Linked DNA regions of Danio rerio: region 2 is linked to region 1. The links are chromatin contacts, called in public Hi-C maps. All regions are on one chromosome and are shown on one strand. Each heading gives the region's core, a stretch centred on a gene start, on an enhancer-like site or on the middle of the called end of the contact. The rest is flanking DNA. Distances are from core to core; before and after follow the strand shown. Region 1 overlaps ddah1 (dimethylarginine dimethylaminohydrolase 1). Region 2 holds the start of ccn1 (cellular communication network factor 1).

Region 1 (3,871 bases), core at 884-3,383:
TAATAAACTACTGTTAACATGTGGAGTCTTACAGTAAACGGTAATGAACAGCCGGCCTGTAATGAATCAGATCAGTTTAATAAAGATCTCAGGCATGCCATAGTCGTTAATAATAAATAATATTAATTTTAAGACTTCATTTGGTGCTGTGATCAACCCAAAAAACACCTTAGCAACCAACCAGTACACCTGAGAAACACCTTAGTAACCAAACAAGAACACCCAAGCAACACCTTAGAACCTATTCAGAACACCTTATTTAACAATCAGAACACCTGAGCAACAGCTTAGCAACAAAACAGTACACCCTAGCAACAATCCAATTAGAATTCCTAACTAAAACCTTAGCAACCAACCAGAACACCTAAGCAACACTTTCGCAACCAATCAGAACACCCAAACAACACCTTAGCAACTAACCAGAACAACCTATCATTATTTAACAACCAATCAGAACATCTGAGCAACACCTCAGCAACAAAAAAGTACACCTTAGCAACAATCCAATCAGAACACTTGAGTAACGCCTTAGCAACCAACCAGAACTTCTAAGCAACACATAGTAACCAGACCAGAACACCCAAGCAACACCTTAGCAACTAGCCAGAACACCCTATCATCATTTACCAAGCAATCAGAACAGATGAACAACACCTTAGCAACTAAAACGTACACCCAAGCAACAAAAAGTACACCCTAACAACAAGTCAATCAGAATTCCTCAGTAACACCTTAGCAACCAACCAGAACACCTGAACAACACCTTTGTAACCAAACAACACCTTAGCAATTAACTAGAACACCATAGGAACCGCTTAGCAACCACCCAGTATACACTTACAAGACCTTAGCAACTGACCAGAACACCCTAACAAGGCCTAATAACAAACACCTAAGCAACCAACTAGAACTCCCTAGCAACACCTTAGTAACCAACCAGAACACCATAGTAACACCTTAACAGCTAATCAGAACACCCTAGCAACCAACCAGAACACCCAAACAATAACTTACCAACCAACCAAAACATACTAGTAACACCTTAACAACTAATCAGAACACCCTAGCAACCCCTTAGCAATTAACAAGAACACCCAAACAACACTTTAGCAACAAATAAAAACACCCTAGTAACACCTCCCCAACTAACCATAAAACCCAAGCCTTAACACCTTAGCAACTAACCAGAACACCAAAAGAACCCCTTAGCTACCACCCAGTACACACTAACATGACCTTAGCAACCAACCAGAACACCCTTACAAAGCCTAATAACAAACAACACCTAAGCAACCAACTAGAAGACCCTAGCAACACCTTAGTAACGAAGCAGAACACAACAGTAACACCTTAACATCTAATCAGTCCACCCTAGCAAACTTACCAACCAACCAGAACACTCTGGCAATAGCAACCAATCAGAACACAGTAGTAACACCTTAACAGCTGATCACAACACCCTAGCAATTAACAAAAACACTCACACAACACTTTAGCAACTATTAAGATACCCTAGCAACACCTTCCCGACTAACCAAAAACCCAAGCAACACTGTAGCAACTAACAAGAACACCAAAGGAACCCCTTGGCAACCACCCAGTACACACTAACATGACCTAACCAGAACACCCTAACAATGCCTAACAACACCTTAGCAACCAACCAGAACACAATAGTAACACATTAACAACTAATTAGACCACCCTAGCACCCAACCAGAACACCCTAACAACAACTTACCAACCAACCAGAACACACTAGTGACACCTTAACAACTAATTAGACAGCCCTAGCAACCCTTTAGCAATCCACCGGAACACTGCAGTGGTGGTTCAGTGTTTCTGTCCTCATGAAAGCTTCAGTCTGCTCAGTGTTTCTGTCCCCTGAGGCCCCGGTCCCTCACTCTGCCCCTCGTGGGCCTCCTCTGTGGGTCTCTGTGTGGTTCTGGGTCTGCAGAACAGCTTTGTTCTCCTTCAACAGCTCAGAGGAATGGGCTCGATTACAGACGCTCAGATTGTGCGCTCTGCATTCACTATCTCTGCTCTTTTACCGGAATCCTGGACAGCGAGACAAAAGCCCGAGCGGCAGCTGAAGCGTGAAGGCTCATCTATCACCAAATACCCTCGCTGGCGATCTGCCGCACTCACAGCCATCTCAGGCATTTACAGCACACACACACAGCCCAGCAGTACACACTCAGTGCTCATACAGGAGCTTTCACACACTACCAATACTAAACACTCCAATATTCAGCCACTTTCCTTCAGCTCAGTCTCTTTATTCACCAGGGGTCGTCACAGCTGAATGAACTGACAACTATTCCAGCATATGTTTTACACAGGAGATGCCCTTCCCAGTACTGGGAAACACCCATACACACTCATTCACTCTTACACTCATACACTACAGTCAGTGTAGTTGATCAGTTCCCCTATAGCGCATGTGTTTGGACTGTGGGGGAAACCGGAGCACCCGGAGGAAACCCACACCAACACACTAAGCTGAAATGAAAAATGAATGAATGAATGGTGAAGCCATCAGCTGACAGTGGTGGATTGTGGGATTGTGATGCTGCTGATCATATCAGAGGATTGAGAAACTGTCATTAATGGTTCAACAGGATTATTGGCTGATTAGATTGGATCAGAGCGGCTGATTGGCTGATGAGCTGCAATAAAGTCAGCAGATTCACAACAATAAACCGCTGATAACGGCTCCGTTACCGTGGAGACGAGAGCACAACGTTCCAAAACCAGCCGTTAAACATTCCATTACCCAGAATTCCCTGTGCAGATAAAGAGCTGCGACACAACCAAACACCAGGAGCTCACACACACACATGCACACGCAAACACACACACAGAGAGAGAGAGAGAGAGACATACACACACACACACACACACACAAACGCACTCACACACACACACACACACACACACACACACATGCACACGCACACACACAGAGAGAGAGAGAGAGAGAGAGAGAGAGAGAGAGACATACACACACACACACACACACACACAAACGCACTCACACACACACGCATGCACACGCGCACACACACACACACACACACACACACACACACACACGTGCACACGCACACACACGCACACACACACACAAACGCATTCACACACACACACACACACACAAACGCACTCACACACACACACACACACACACAAAAGCACACAACACAGATAGATACACAAGCATACATACACACACACACACACACACACACACACACACACATACACACACAGAGATAAATACACACATATGTGCACAAACACACACACGTATTCACATACATACACAAACAGATACAGAGAGAGACACACACACACACACACACACAGATGCACATACATACACTCAAACACACATACAGACACAAACACACATAGATATATAGATAAACACACACACACACACACACACACACACATGCACAATGCAAACACAAACACTCAGGCACGCACCCACACATACACATATACTAAGATCCACATACATACAAAGACAGATAGATACACACACACAAACACACAAATAAACAAACACACACAGACACACACTGAAATGAACACAAACATTCTTCCCAGACACCTTGAAAACCCTGGAGACAGGTGTGTGTGTGTGTGTGTGTGTGTGTGTGTGTGTGTGTGTGTGTGTGTGTGTGTGTGTAAGAGAGAACGAGAGAGAAAGAGACATCAAGATCCTGCAGGAATGTGTTTTCCAGTGTGTGTATCTGTGTGTGTGTGTGTGTATCTGTGTGCGTGTGTTTAGAGTGTGTGAAGGTGTGTGTCTGTTGTCCACATGCTCCTCGTGAAGGAAAATCACAGTCTGTGTGTTATTATT
Region 2 (3,871 bases), core at 800-3,299, 43 kb after region 1:
TGAGATACAAACTGTTTTGTTGTGAGAAATCATAAACAGTTAAGAAGATATTTTGAAGAATGTTGGACACTGGTAACCATTGACTTATTTAGTAGGAAAAATGAATACTGTGGAAGTCAATGGTTAGCGATTTCCAGCATTCTTCAATAAGGATGAGTTACAAACATTGGTTTTTTTTGAGAAATCATGAACAGAAAAGAAGATATTTTGAAGAATGTTGGAAACCGGTAACCACTGACTTGAATAGTAGGACAAATGACTACTGAGGAAGTCAATGGTTACCGGTTTTCAGCATTCTACAATAAGGGTGAGTAAATGATGACAGAATTTTTACTTTTTGGCTGAACTATCCTTTTAACTTGTTACAAAAATTACTTTGTTGTGTGGAATCATATATATTGATATAAGATATAGAAAGTAATTAGAAATTAATAAAATAAATATGATTTTTTTTTCATAAAGGGGCAGTTTACGCCACCAAAAATAAAGATCTACGCACTATTTACCTACCTTCAAGTGTTTTCAAACATGAGTTTCTTGCTTCAGTTGATTACAAAATAAGATATTTTAAAGAATGTTGGAAACCGGTAACCATTGACTTACACAGTATTTCCTACTATGGAAGTCAGTGGTTACCGGTTTCAGCATTCTTCAATAAGGGTGAGATACAAACATTGTTTTGCTGTTAGATAAAATTGTGAAGTAAACCATCGTATATATTGATATAAAATATAGAAATCAATTAGAAATGAATAAAATAAATAATATTTTCTTCTTAAAGAGACAGTTCACCAGCCCAAAAAATGAAGATTCACTCTCCCTTAAGTATTTCAAACTTTTATGAGTTTCTGTTGAACACAAAAGAAGATATTTTGAAGAATGCTGGACACCAGTAGCTATTGACTTACACAGTATTTGTTTTTCCTAATATGGAAGTCAATGGTTACCGATTTTCAGCATTCTTCAATAAGAGAAAGTAAATGCTGACATAATTGTAGTTCTTTGGGTGAACTTTTCCTTTAACTTGTTACATAAAGTTGCTTTGTTGTGAGAAATCGTGAAATAAACCAACATATATATTGAAATAAAATATAGAATAAAATAAATAGGATTATTTTTCTTAAAGGCACAGCTCACAACCCCAAAAATCAAGATTTACACACTATTTACTCACTATCAAGCTATTTCAAACATGAGTTTCTTTCTTCTGTTAAACACAAAGAGAAGATATTTTGAAGAATGTTTGAAACAGGTAACCAACCATTGGCTTACACAGTAAGACAAATAGTACGAAAGTCAATGGTTACCGGTTTCTAACATTTTTCTAAATGTCTTCTTTTGTGTTCAACAGAAGAAAGAAGCTCATAAAGTTGTTGATGATGATATAATTGTATTTTTTGGATGAATTATCGGGTTAATAGTTGAGTTGGATGTTTGAATCCTGTACATTATTAATTTATGGTTGCGGTGCTGGGAATGAGTCGTCATAACTCCATTAATAGACCCCCGGAGTCATCACACATATTTCAGTGACCAGTAATAATCTTTAACATGACGTTACACACAATAAAGCTGGTTAGTAAGCGAGATGGTTACACACACACACACACACACACATATAGACTTACTGTAGTGGGTTAATAACAACTATTTCTATAATTACCTAACTCTCTTTACTTTTTATACAGTGTAAATGTGCTATATATAAAGTCATCTGTTCTCTATAGCAGCTAATTCTCTTGGTTTTGCTAATAGTTTAACGGAGTTACCTCTACACAAATGTAAAAAGGAAACGTGGAGAGCAGAAGCGCAGAGGAGGGCGGGGGGCGACCGTAAAGAATGTGTTCAGTGAGAGGGGAAAATTCATTTAGGAAAGAGAGGGAAGAAAAGAGAGAAAAAAGACGGAAAGTGAGACAGGGTGGTGCTTAGCGAGGACGGAAAACGCGCCATGAAACATTCCGCGCATATCTTTGGGACAGTTCAACGCGGTGACGTCAGGGCGCCGCTGGCCTATAAAGCCGCCGCCGTGCGCGCCTCCGGAGCAGAGCAGCGCCTTCATACGCGCGGGAAAACAAACGGACGCTCCTCAGACTAAAACAGGACTTAAAAACGACGGAATTTTGCTCAAAATCAGCGAGCTGACAAACACAGACGCGAAGATGTTTGCTTGGGCTGTTATCGTCATCTTTATTGCACACTTAGATATGGTGAGTACTGTTTTATATAGAAGTTGAGGGATGTTTACTCATAGGAATACGGTTAGTTCACCCATAAAGATTATTTCATAAACCTCACTGAGTTTCTGTTCAACACTGAAGATCCTATATTATTGGATAAATTACTATCATGATGTTTGTTATTCCTACTATAGAAGTGAATGTATGAAAATAACTTCTTAAAGTGTTTAACAGAAACTTATGAAGGTTTAAAACAACTCACTGAGAGTAAATAGCGAGTAATTCTTCAGTTTTTGGGGTAAACTCCCTTTTTTAATGGTTTGTTTGCCTATTGACAAAACTTGAAGTGGATTAAATCATTTAATCTGAAGAAAGTCTTAGGAAAACTTTATTTTGATTCTCTTGAGATGTTGACTGCTGTTTAGTGTTGATTATTTAGGGGGCGTTCACATCACTATTTCAGAACCATAACTGCTTTAAAGTAGAGTTTCTGCCTTGATCCTAGTCCAAACATCCAAACATTATTAAAATCAAGAGGCATTTTCTAGACAAGCACACAATATCCTCATGTTTTCAGAAAGATCTCTTTAATTTTGACGAAAAGAAACACTGTCAATAAAACGCTTCTTGATAGAATAATCTTAAGATATTTAGACTGGAAACGAGACTATAACTCAAACTAAAAAGCATTTGGTCAACTTTATTTCAATGTACAATCCATATGCTATTAACAACTTGGACTTTTAGCTCAAACTACTTTAATTAGATGCTTATTAATAGTTATTAAGCTAGTGCTGGGTTTAGATATTGGGGATGTAGAATACATCATACTTTATAAGTGGTGATAAACAGTTAATATCTTAATTATAGGAAGTTAATAAGCCAGTGCACTGCAAAAAAAAAGCTATTACCTAGAGTCTTTTTGTCTTGTATCTAGTCCAAATATCTAAAAACTCTGAAATCAAGAAGCATTTTTTAGACTATTACAAAATGTTGTGTTGTTTTCAGAAATAATACATCAAAATGAAGTGAGTTTTTCCTTAAGACGAGCAAAATAATCTGCCAATGGTGAAGTGAAATAGTATGGTTTTTCCTTTTGGCATACGATTATTTAGTTTACCACATTGGCAGATTATTAAAACTCCTTTAATTTTGACTCATTTCTGAAAACATTTAGATTTCTACAGGACATTTCTAAACATAACTTAAACAATTTTCTAATAACTAATTTCTCTTATCTTCATCATGATGACAGCACATAATATTAGACTAAATATTCTTCAAGACACTAGTATTCAGCTTAAAGTGGCATGTAAAGGCTTCACTAGGGTAATTAGGGTAAAGTTAGGGTAATTAGGCAAGTCATTGTATAACAGTGGTTTGTTCTGGACACAATCCAACACTAATATTGCTGAAGGGGCCAATAATATTGAGCTTAACATGAGTTTAAAACGATGAAAAAATGCTTTTATTCTAGCCCAAATAAAACAAATAAGACTTTCTCCAGAAGAACAAATATTAGAGGAAACACTGTGAACAACTCCTGAATCTGTTCAACATCATTTAGGAAATATTTTAAGAAGAATAAATCCTGACCTGAGCTGTATTTCAGAGTGCTGAATGTATTGATGGTGGTGGTGGTGGTGGTGTTGTTCAGGTGTCCTCCAGCTGTGCATGTAGGTGATAACTGCATT

Evidence for each region. Hi-C and Micro-C count contacts between places; a contact is called where the count stands out from the background.
Region 2: a Hi-C map of an unstated tissue shows a contact between it and region 1, with 5 times the contacts expected there. The contact joins the promoter of ccn1 here to the enhancer-like site in region 1. A contact is called at or near these places in 5 of 18 Hi-C or Micro-C datasets (caudal fin, embryo, hematopoietic stem cells and 1 more) and 1 of 4 datasets of contacts at active chromatin or transcription factors (caudal fin).

What each region holds. Positions count from the first base shown.
Region 1 is chr23:50,034,153-50,038,023 of GRCz12tu, forward strand. All of the region lies in intron 1 of ddah1 (dimethylarginine dimethylaminohydrolase 1), which reads right to left. Among named protein-coding and RNA genes, the nearest start is that of zgc:65873, 16 kb to the left of the region's middle. Within about 2 kb of position 2,134, at least 12 of the 62 cell types and tissues checked have an H3K27ac peak or open chromatin away from gene starts, as enhancers often do.
Region 2 is chr23:50,077,223-50,081,093 of GRCz12tu, forward strand. ccn1 (cellular communication network factor 1) reads left to right here and starts at 2,050. Exons shown (of 5, transcript NM_001001826.2): 1 at 2,050-2,207. The coding sequence starts at 2,160.